Regions from separate parts of the Gossypium hirsutum genome. Here all the other regions are linked to region 1. A link is a contact called in public Hi-C data. All regions are on one chromosome and are shown on one strand. The core of a region is the stretch at or near the end of the contact, and the rest is flanking DNA. Distances in the headings are between cores, read along the strand shown.

What was found. A called contact is a pair of places that touch in the nucleus more often than the background predicts.
Region 2: a contact with region 1 is called in a Hi-C map of leaf, with 2.0 times the contacts expected there. The contact joins the promoter of LOC107950755 here to the promoter of LOC107950744 in region 1. A contact is called at or near these places in 2 of 34 Hi-C or Micro-C datasets (both in leaf).
Region 3: a contact with region 1 is called in a Hi-C map of leaf, with 2.6 times the contacts expected there. The contact joins the promoter of LOC107950750 here to the promoter of LOC107950744 in region 1. A contact is called at or near these places in 12 of 34 Hi-C or Micro-C datasets (anther, callus, hypocotyl and 2 more).

Annotation. Positions count from the first base shown.
Region 1 is chrD03:33,176,638-33,180,526 of Gossypium_hirsutum_v2.1, forward strand. LOC107950744 (ubiquitin-conjugating enzyme E2-17 kDa) reads left to right here and starts at 2,061. Exons shown (of 5, transcript XM_016885696.2): 1 at 2,061-2,232; 2 at 2,377-2,456; 3 at 3,039-3,166. The coding sequence starts at 2,387. It overlaps LOC107950743 (probable inactive receptor kinase At4g23740), which reads left to right. Exons shown (of 3, transcript XM_016885695.2): 3 at 1-67.
Region 2 is chrD03:33,642,636-33,646,524 of Gossypium_hirsutum_v2.1, forward strand. LOC107950755 (circumsporozoite protein) reads left to right here and starts at 1,772. Exons shown (of 5, transcript XM_016885706.2): 1 at 1,772-2,095; 2 at 2,181-2,296; 3 at 2,391-3,396; 4 at 3,648-3,775. The coding sequence starts at 2,210.
Region 3 is chrD03:33,525,234-33,529,122 of Gossypium_hirsutum_v2.1, forward strand. LOC107950750 (COP1-interactive protein 1) reads left to right here and starts at 1,965. Exons shown (of 4, transcript XM_016885702.2): 1 at 1,965-2,151; 2 at 2,634-2,691. LOC107950749 (COP1-interactive protein 1) reads left to right here. Exons shown (of 3, transcript XM_016885701.2): 3 at 1-1,309. The coding sequence ends at 1,142.

The DNA.
Region 1 (3,889 bases), core at 811-3,310:
TAGCCTTTTTTTCTTTGAACAAATTCTGTTGAGACGTTGTTTTTAAATGCATTGGTGAATTTCTATATGTTATTATGAAAGATTTGATGATAGCATCTTCAAATTATAATTTCCTTTTTGTTTTTTGGTATTTAAAATATGTGTGAAACATATGGAATTACAATATTTTAAGAAAATACAACTAATGCTCCCCATGCAATCTCATGTCAGAAAAATGATTTCTTCCCCAAAAAACTCAAGTGGCAAACAGACAATTACGGGAACCAATCTTTGTACGTACAATTTAACTTTTCATTTTTAATTTCTTCATAAAGGTTTAGAATATATTTTTATTTTATTTTTAAAATTTGAAAACAAAGAACAACGAATTTGAAAGAGAATCAATTCAGTAATCAAATTTAAAATTTAAAATATCTTATTAACTTTTAAATTTTACAAATCATTTTCATTAAAAAAAATAAGTTTTTTTGTTTTTTTAAAAAAATTTAATTTGCTTTAATATTAAATTCTGGTTAAAAATATGCAATAAAATCACTGTACTCTTTACAAATTTAAAATTTAGTTCATATATTATTATTTTAGAAAATTATTCTCTCTACGTTTTAGATTTTAAATTTCAGATCTAACCGTTAACACTGTTAAAATTATTTTGTTAAATTCAATTTTATCACAACACCATTTTTTAGTTATATTGCTACAAAGTAAATATTTTTTATTTCAAAATATCACCCAACAAATCCGTATAATTATTTTAATGATAGTGGTTAATTTACACAATTATTTTATTCAGGGTGACTAAATTAAGAATTTTTTTTAAAATGATCATACTAAAGCTAACCCTATTTTAGAGTGATTATCAGCGTAATTTACCCCAAACAAAATTAGGGGCGACCCAAAAAATTTTAAAATCCAATTTACTTTTAAAACAAAATTAACTTACCTCTAAAACCAACAAAAAAAAACAAAAGAACTTATTTTAGATAAACTCTATCCACAATCTACATTTAAAAGAAATTATACAAACTATTACATGACAAACTAAATAATTTAACACAACACGATATAACACAAGTTTCATAATCCAACACAACATTGCAACAAAATTATTTTCATTAACAATTTTTTTATTTATCAAATAGTGAAGTGAGTTTTGCTTCAATGAGAAAAAAAAAAAGCGTCAAATGCTGAAATGAACCGCGTAGTGCAAGTGAAGGATCGGGTTCGGGTGTAGTATTTTTGGGTTTAATTTATTAATTGAGTTTAAATATCAATTGGATTTAATTTTTGGATATTGGCCCAATTAGGTATAAATTTTAAGGGTGAATTACGTGATTAAACTTAAAAAAAATTATGAAATGAGATTAAATTATTTTAAAGTTTCTATTTAAAATACTGGGTTGTTTTTTTTTTAAAGCCTGACTAACGAGTTTCAAGCAACAATTAGATGGTTGGTACAGTAGCTCAATATCCATTAAGAGTAGAAAAATATACCTTAAATCTAAGTCAATCTAAAGATCAATGTATGATATCAGAAAAAAAAATTGTTTGAATTTTGGTTTGCATATTCACAACGTTTAAAGCTGTTTCTTGAAAACAAAATGAATTGTAAAAGAGAAGGGAAAGCAAATCGTTTGATTGGTGGAGGCGATGCGGATAAAAAAGTCATATAACATCAATTTTAACAACTCGTTGAATTAAATAAAAACTTTCGAATAATTTAGTGATCATTTTGTAAGCTTTTATAATTGAGTGACGAAAACATAAATTTATTAATAATTTAGTGACAATAAATGTAATTTACCCCGATTACGATTAGTTTTTGAATTGAGTTTGAGTTTATAAAATATAAAAATAAAAATAAAAAAATATTTTTTTTCAAAACCAAAATCAACGATTTATTTTTGCACACTCCTGCAAATTACCTTCACGCGCCACACGCGGTTGCCAATGCCATCTCTAAAGAGAAGGTATCCGTGTCAAAAGAAATACAAAATAAAATTCTCTTATAATCGTGTGGGGTCTACAAAGATAGCCAATGAGAGCACAAAACATCCCAATTTTTGCCTTTTTCTACATAATAATTATAATTTTTATTATTAAAAAATGATGTTCTGGGAGATCTATTTTTAAAGCTTTATTTTTGCCTCTTTACATTTCTTCCGCTATTTTCAGCAACTAAAAAAAAAAAAAAACCCCAAACAGACAATAGCCTAGGACAGGAGGATCTCTCAGGTACTTGTTCTTTTTTCTCTCCAGTTTCCTCTTTATTTCGTTTCATTTTTTTGGTTTCTCTTCAATTTAAAATTTTCTTTGCTAGACACAAAAAGCGATCTAGCTTGAAAAGTTCTATTTTTTTAAAGATTTTGTTTGTTTTAGGGTTTAGGTGATGGCTTCAAAGCGGATCTTGAAGGAGCTCAAGGATCTCCAGAAAGATCCTCCTACCTCTTGCAGCGCAGGTTCAAAATTTTTTTTTCTATTTCGTGTTTCGATTTGTTCATTTCTGAATTTTTAAAGATTTGTTCGTTGAAACTCTTTTTTTTTTTTGAAAAAATGATTAGAAATTTTTTAGATATCTGCTTTTGAAAAAGAAAATTATGACATGATAATTACTATTGCTGCATAATTCAATTTGACCTATATATAACGAATCTATTTTCTATACTTAATTATTAGTCTTTTCATTTTGACCATGATGATTCCATTTTTTTCTAACCACAATATATTTCTTTTTTATTTTTTTAAAATTTTCATGTCTAATTATTAGTTAATTATTGTTCATGTCTGTTTGTTAAGGTGTTATTCGGTCATACGAAATTGTTCATGTATAGGTGAAGTTTGTAAGGAAACGATTTGCATAATTGCATGTATTGAGTATATGAACTCGTCATTTCTGTTATATGTGCTTAAATTTCTTAAGGCAAATAAGAGAAAGGATGAGTGGTTCGTTCAATTTTTATTTGGGAAAATATTATCATAAGATTACTTGGTGATTGTTCATCTAACTATTGTCCTTTTGCTTATTTTTACTATTGAATTAGGCCCTGTTGCTGAAGACATGTTTCATTGGCAAGCAACTATTATGGGTCCTCCTGACAGTCCTTATGCTGGTGGAGTGTTTCTAGTCACCATTCATTTCCCTCCGGACTATCCATTTAAACCACCAAAGGTAGTTGATTGTATTCCTGAACCAAACTAGTTTACATTCTTTCTTGCCTTGGCTCTATAATTTGTATTTTTAGCTATCAAGTGTTGTTATCCTATATCTGTTAATTACTGGATTTCCTGTGGTCTCATTTACAAGTTTGGTCCTTCCACTTATTACTTTTGGTTTCAGTTTGGATGCATAACATTAGTATTCAGGTTGTCTATTTGTAGGCCCAGTTGAGCTACACGTGAGGGGGAGTGTTAGGTGATGTTATCCCACATTTATTAAGTATTGGTCATATTTAAGTTGTGCCACTCCACTTATTACCAATTGGTTTTAGGTTGGATGCTTAACATTATCTTTATTGCCTATATATTTGACTGTAACTGGCTGTCTTTTTCATTTAAAATCATGCCACTATATCTCTAAGTGCCTTGAAGAAAATTTCTTAGCATATTCTGCAACTTTTTTATGTGAACAAGCTATTTTTTTTATATATAACCATCTATGCAAGTGCTGTAGAGTGTAGACATGATTGTTATCTTCTCAGAATTCCAATAAGAATTTTTTTTTTATGTGGACCATGTGGTGAATGCTCTTACCTTTTCCTGATTTACCTATCAACATTTGGTGGGATGTGTATATAGCATAAATGTTTAAAGCCTTCATGTTATATGGCTAATTCCTTGTTGTAGATACTGTGACCAAGGTGTCTCAGCAGTGCAAGTGGCTTATGCAAACATT
Region 2 (3,889 bases), core at 522-3,021, 470 kb after region 1:
TCTATACACAATATTCTTTACCTGTCTCGCTAGGTTGTACCCCTCCACTAGTGACTGAGGTTTAAACAACCTAAGATATTGACCTATCTCAGGCTTGAGATTGCTAAGGAAGATGCTTAGTGCATAAGTTTCAGGCAGGTTCAACTGATTCAACAAACTTAGAAAATCATCATGATACTGGTCAACAGAACCAAGCTATTTGAGGGTCACTAGTTCTGCCATAGGATCGAGAAAAGAGTCTGACCCAAAACGCTCCCTAAGTCCCCTAGCATAGATATTCCAAGATAGTTGATGTAATCCCCCATGCCTTCGAGCAAAAAAATGGTGCCAGTCAAGTGCCTTACCTTCGAGATGCAACATAACTAGCCGAACCTTTGCATGATCACCAATCACCTCCTCTTCAAAGTACTGCTCAAGCTTGGACCACCATCCTTGAAAGTTCTCACCATCAAATGACGGGCATTCCATCCTAAAAGTGAAACGATTAGCTTCCACCATCACTCCACATGAAGACATGCTTGAATGGCCTAGATCTGCCATCGGAGATACTATTATGTGTTCTTAAGATGGGAAACTAGGTGGTGACCCCAAAATCCCTTTACCTTTACTATTCACCGCACCGTCCACTGCCATTAGAGGTCCATGACCAAAATATTGCTCAAATAAAGAGTGAAGCTCAGAACGAAGTTTTGTACGTACCTCCGACTTGATTCATTTACGTACCTCCGACTTGATTCCTTCTTGTAGATCTTTCAACCGAACATCAATTCATGTATTCAACTGAGAAAACTCTGACTGCATGTGAGAAAGTTCACCTTGGATCTGTCCGAGTTCCTTCTACATTTGCATGGTTACTCCGTCACCAGTCATGAGGATCGATAGCTTTGATACCTTTGTTGAAGAATGATTTGAGATAGAGATAAAAAAGAAAGAAGAGAGGAAATCCAGAGAAAAAACAGAAAGAGAAAAAAGAAGCTGAAAACAGAATTCAATTTTTCATGTCTTTCCCTTTCGGTTACAAGCAATATAATGACAGCAATAACCGCTATACTGCAATAGACTAAACGCACCCGTTTTTTACTAGACAAAAAACTCATCGTATCACTAATCCACTCAAAAGAAATTGCAGCGTTTAACTAATTATTTTTAACAGTCTTAATAGAAATATAAACAAAGATATGACCGTTAGCTAAACCATAACATTTTTCTTTTTTCTTTTTTTCACTTTAAGGGACCATGGTTATAAGGTCCCCCAAACTCGATTTCACAAGACCCTTATGGGTCTCATCCCATCACGACGCAATAGTCGAGGGAGTTAGGGCTAACATGATGTCGCCTGTTAAGAGGGCTTCACCAGTGCCGCCTGACACTCACCCTTCACCCTATTTTTTCGATTTTCCTTTTTTTTAATTTCATTTTATATTTGTTTTGTATTTGTACTCGGGTTGCGTATTCAAAAGGTTTCACCTATTAAAAAAGTGTTTTTTTCACTGTCAGTCAGAAAAGTCTAAAAATAAAGGTGGTGCCACCTATGCGCCACCCTCCACCATCCCTGATACACCATTTTCGTAAATAGTTCAGCTGGTATACCATTTTGAAACTTTTTTTTATATTATATATGTAAAAAAACAGATATCTAAATTTATTTTAAACATAATTAATACCTAAACTTGAATATCGCACTTATATTGATACATAACTAATGTTGCAAGTGTCATAAAATGATTTAAAAAATCGTAAATTAAAAAAGTTAATAATAATAATTAACGTTGCTTCAGAAACAGGAAAAGAAGATTTGCGATGCGATCCAAAGCCAATGTCAATTATGCAACCTATATCCTTGGAACTCTGTTCCGCTTATATATAACTCCTAAACGCCACCGTTTCCTTTCTCGGTTCAAAGTCTCCTTGTTTTTTTTCTCCCCCAGTTAACCCCTGTTCCTATTCCAACACTTTTTTTTTTTAAATCTACCCTTGTATGTCTGATCTTCTTTTTTCTCTAAAATTTTGATGAGAAATGAAGTATTTCAAGTTTGGAAGTGGTGAATGTGGAAGCTGTCCAAATTAGTGTACAAAAAAAGGTCTACTTTTTAAGGTTAGAAACCTTCAACTTCTTCTTCTTCTTCATATATATTTAGACTGTTTTGAGGTTGCTTTTGATTAAATTCTGTGATGAATAGGTTCTTATTGTAGCAAAAAAATTGGGTTTATGTTAAATATGGAAAGAAATTATGTTCTTTTGATGGGATTTTTTCTACTGCTAGTTGCTGTCGATTGCTCAGGTTCTGATCCAAAGGTGAGTGTTTTTTTTTTAATGGAGAAAGTTGATTAAATTTTTTAATTTCATTCATGGGATCAAATAAAATTTCTCATTGATTTTTCCTTTTTAGGGGAACGAACAGACTGGTTTAAATCAGAAATTAGATGGCACAGTGGAACTGTTGAAGGAAAATGGTGAATCTAAATCTGTTTCAGATTCAATTGGAATTAAAAACTTGAAAGGTAATGGAGGAGATCAAACTAATGGATCAAAAGGAGATATTGGGAGTGATACAAGTAAGAGTAATTTGAAACTGCAATCAGGTTCAAATGGAGGTGAGAATTTGGTGAAGGATGGGAAAGATTCAAGTAGTGAAGCAGAAGGAAATTCAGACAATGAACAACGAGGTGATATTGAGCACAAGGGTCGGGAAGAGTCACATGTTGAAGCCGGAGGAAAGACCGATAGTGGAGAAGGTGATAATGTGCAAAAGGCTAAGCAAGAATCACATTTTGATGCCGGAGGAAAGGCAGATGGTGGAAAAGGTGATAATGAGCACAAGGGTAAGGACGAATCGCGGTTTGAAGCCGGAGGAAAAGTGGACAGTACAAAAGGTGATAACGAGCAAAAGGGTAAGGAAGAATCGCAGTTTGAAGCCAGGGGAAAGGCAGATGGTGGAAAAGGCGATAAGGAGGGTCAGGAATCCAAAGGAGTGATGGATGGTGCGAAAGAAGGTGATAATGAGCAAAAAGGTCAGAAAGAATCAAATCTTAAAACCAGAGGAGAGACGAATGGTGCGAAAGAAGTTGATAACGTGCAAAAGGGTTTGGAAGAATCAAAACATGATAACAAAGGGAATACAGATGGTGAGATAGAAGGTAACAATGTGCAAAAGGGTCAGGAAAAGTCAAATATTGAAGCCAAAGAAAAGACGGATGGTGAAGAAAAGGGAAAACCAGATGATAGTGAAAATCATAAGGAAGTTAAGTCCGAGAAAGACAAGACCCAGAACTTGGTTATGCCACCACCACCACCAACATGGAAAGATGGTTTTCGGGGTGAAGAATGTGATCCTTCTAATATGTGTATGGACAAGAATAAACGGTTTGCTGCGTGTTTGCGAGTCCCAGGAAATGGTAAGTGTCATCTAACTAGGCTATGATTTTGACTCTTTTTATTTTTCTGGTAATGTGATTGCAAATATCTTATTTCTTTTGTTGTGACTTGTGAGATTTAACATTCTACATTGTAGACATCGATGGAAGTTTTTAACATTGTAAAAAAGTATGGTATAGAGTTTAGACAAAATTTGTTTCTCTCTTCCGCGCTTAATTATTCTGCATTGTAAAATTCGGCCTTTTTTAACTTTTGTTTGCAAATGTTACAGAATCTCCAGATCTATCACTTCTGATTCAGAACAAGGGAAAGGGGGCTTTAGCCATTAAAATATCTGCCCCTGCTTTTGTTCGGTTGGAGAAGACAGATGTTCAAATCCAAGAGAAACAAGACGGAAAGGTATTTGTAAATGATTGCCAACTCTATGTGAGCATCAGGTAGAATCACAAATTATGGCTCATTAGATGTCAGGTCTTTTTCCCCTTTTAACTTAATGGTTTGAATCAACTCTTG
Region 3 (3,889 bases), core at 715-3,214, 350 kb after region 1:
GTAAGACAGCTGAAACTAAACAGCAAGGAGAGACAAATACCGCAATGTATGTGCCGGTTTGGGAGGAAGGAGATGAAGTAACTAAACTCATGAAGCAACTCAAAGAAAATGAAAAGAACCTAACATCTAGAATCAACAATTCAATGGCACAGGTCTGCAATCTGAAAAAGGAAGTGGACTATTTACGTGCCCAACAATGTGAAGCCAGAGGAAATGTAATGAAGCCGGAATTAGAGGTTCAAGTGAAAACTCTGAAAGAGGAAAACCAAGGCTTACAGGTGCAGGTGATCGACTTGGAATCGGAGGTTGATGCTCTACGCAAACAGAAAATTACATCCAAAGATGAATTGAGGAGTAATGTTCATGAAATCAATCGATTGAAAGAGGAAAATGCTCACCTGAATTCAAGAATTCTAGGACTGGAAGCACTATTTAGAGAGAGGAGACTTGAGGACTGCCAAACTAAAAGGGAAAAACAAACAACTCAGATGAGTACAGAGGTTAAGTTGGATCATGTGACGGAGAAAAACCAAGTGGAGTTACAGATTGCAGACCAACAGAGAATGATGAAAGAAATAGAAGAACATACTAGGAAAACCATGGAACGTAACCCAAAGCTTATCAAACAATTATCTGCAGGAAACAAGTTAAATTACATAGAAAGAAAGATGGGGAATTTAGCACAAGAATTCTACCAGAAACTCAATGATAACATCCGTCTTCTGTGCTTAAGGATCGCGGTTGCTGAAAAAACACATTACGAAAACAAAGAGAATTACAAGAACATAAAAGAAAGTTTAGAGCAAGAAAACAAAGAACTGAAACAAAAGCTTGTTACTTGTGAAACTGAGTTGACGAAGCTGATAGATAATGCAGAAAAGAAAAGGGAAAATGACAAGGTATCGAATTCAGAAGAAGGACAAAAGTTGAAGCTATTGAAAGCTGTGAGTGTGCTTGAGAAAAAAGTGGGAGAATTGGAGAAGATTAATAAAGAAAAAGATGCGACATTGTTGAGTCGAGAAGAAGAAAAGAGGGAAGCCATAAGGCAGCTTTGTTTGTTGATTGATTATCATCGTACCAACTGTGATTATCTCAAGGAATTGGTCTCAAAGTTGACTGTTAGAATCAAGACAAAGATATGAACTTTTTAAAATTTAAGATTTTTTCTTCTTCTTTTCAAATGTTTAAATTCATTCTTTTTTAGAGGAAAGTAACACTGTCTGAACTGTCACCAGTACATTGTTTCCATCTAATAAGTCTATTTACTTTATTCATTAATTTTTGTAAAAAAAAAAGAAGAAAATTCTTACATTCTTATCTAGTTTTATTCTTATTCATCGATTTTTATATTTGGTCAATTGAATATTTTTAGGGTGGTGTTTGACAAGAAGAATAGTTAACAGTTATAGGTAACTTTTCCTTTTTAACTTATTGTAAAATTTCTTATTTTATTCACCAAAAAGAAAAAACACTAATGTAATTTAAATAATGTATTAAAAATATGGTAATTATTTTATCCATGGTCTGCGGCCATCAAAATTGGAATATATTTTTTATATATTCAATTTTTAATTTTTTTATTATATTCTATATTCATCTTATTTTATTGGTGAATTTTCTTTAAAAATAGTTAATAAAATTATAAATTATGGTATTAATTATGATAAATGCTTCTGGGTCAAAAGAAATTATTACTATAAGTAATATAATTAATAAAATCCTTATTTTTGCGGTAACTATCAGTCAACGACATTCAAATAAATGCGAAAATTGAAAACACCAAAAAGCACGGGAAAATTTTAATTATTTCTTTCCGATTAAAAGGAATCAAATCATCTCGCGTTTTCTTCTGACGAGAAATTGAAGGGAATAGAAGGGTATAACTGCAATAAATAATAAATGGAAGGGTAAGTTAATTAATTATTATTAAAAGAATTTCCAAAGATTCAATCTAAAGCTACAAACTGGCTCAGGAAAGTGCACTCTCTAAATCTAATACAAACAAATTCATTTTCTCCATTTATTCCTTTTCACTGCTAATTTTTTTTCTCAATTCAGAGGGAAAAAAAAAAAAACAACCCACAGCCTCTCTTTTCTCAGATTTTTTTCTGGTTCTTCTTCGTAATCAAGCCTTATAGCTCTGCTTCAGAGGTAATCTTTGATTATCAAATGATTTTTCACCACTGTAGTTTCTGTTTCGATTACATAAACTCTAGTTTTTATCGAAATCTTTGATCTTTAGTAGTTCAATTTTAGTTATCTGTGTTTTTTTTCATGATTTTTGTAAAATAAATTAAGCTTTCATCCATTCGTTTTCTTAAACATAAATCTAACTTAGGATTCTCTTTTCCTCGTTGAAAATTTTCTTGTATTAGTGTATATAGATTCCCAAAAATCCACGTGGTTTTGATTTTTTTAAGAAATAGAATTGAAAATGATTTGAGATCATGAATTTGAATTCAAGTAAATGAAGTTCTTCTTCTTCCTCACTTTTTTCTTTTTGCCTTTTTCAAAAATCTTCCAGATTTTTCTACTTTTTGAACTTTTTGCTTACATCATCTTAGATTCGATTATTAATGTTAAATTCATTCTCTTTAGATTTGAACTAAAAAAATATCTATTTGCTTCTGTAGAAACTTATCAAAGCTTCATAAGCAAGACTGAGAGAACAAGGTGAAGAGGAAGAATCAGGTGAATAATACTGTTTATTTTTTAACGAGTTTTTTTTTTTTGTTACAGTTACAGTTTATTACCTTTTTAAATTTTAGCAATAGTATTTCCTCTTTTTCATATTATACTATAAAAGGTTTTTGAGTAATTGAGTGATAAATTGACTGGGAATTACCGTATGTTTCGAAAAAAAAAAGAAGAACAGCTGACCTTTTCTTTTTCCAAATCAATTTATCAAATTTACGAATGGGTGATACTGATGATAAGATATCCATTCGGTTACGACGACGACGTTTTTGTTTCTTGTAATAATATAATTAAAATCATTAGTCTTGTTTATTAGCATGCTTAAAAATTAGAAAATTCTTTTTTGTTGGTTTTAGATTGTCATTTTGAGCTTGATTACCCCAAACAAAAACAAAAACAAAAAGAGCTTGGATTTGATATTTCAATTGTTTCTTTCTGCTTGGAAGTTTTTATGTGTTAGGATAGTTGATTTCATTGGTTGTCTGTGGTAAGGGAGTAACGATTATAGTGATAGACATGATAGGATTACGCAATATAAATAAATTAAATTAAACAAGACATAATGGATTTATATTTGATGCAGTGACACATCATCTAAAAATGAATATAAGTGGATTTATTTTTAAAAATTTTAGATGATGTGCAAATATGTGATTCATTGACAATACATAAAATTATATACCGTTGCATCAAATCTTAATTCTATATAAATTTCATTCAAGCAGACAATTTCGAAATTTGTATTATATGAATTATCGACTATCAAATTCATATGTCAAGTATCACACGATTAAACATGAGGACAGGACAATTCAACAGTAGTAAACCATTTTCGGCCCATGTATGGTACTGGTTCTTGGACCATTATACCTTACATTCTATAACTTTGTAGGAGAGGTTTGTGAATTAGCATTTATTGAAAACTTAATGTTCACTTGCTTAGTAGGTGAAAAAGATAGAAAAGGTAGGCATTAATGATTTGAGATCATGGAAACAAAATATTGGTGGATTTTGTTGTTGATCTTTCAGGATTGTTCGGAATTAACCCTGTTTACAATGCAATACTTTGGGATTTAGTAATTTTAACCCTGTTTATTAAAGAACATGCTGTATAGAATATGACGGACTGACTCGAGACTCTTTGAGTATTAAAGGAGGGTCTACTGTTTAAATCTTGAGAATTGTTGTTTTG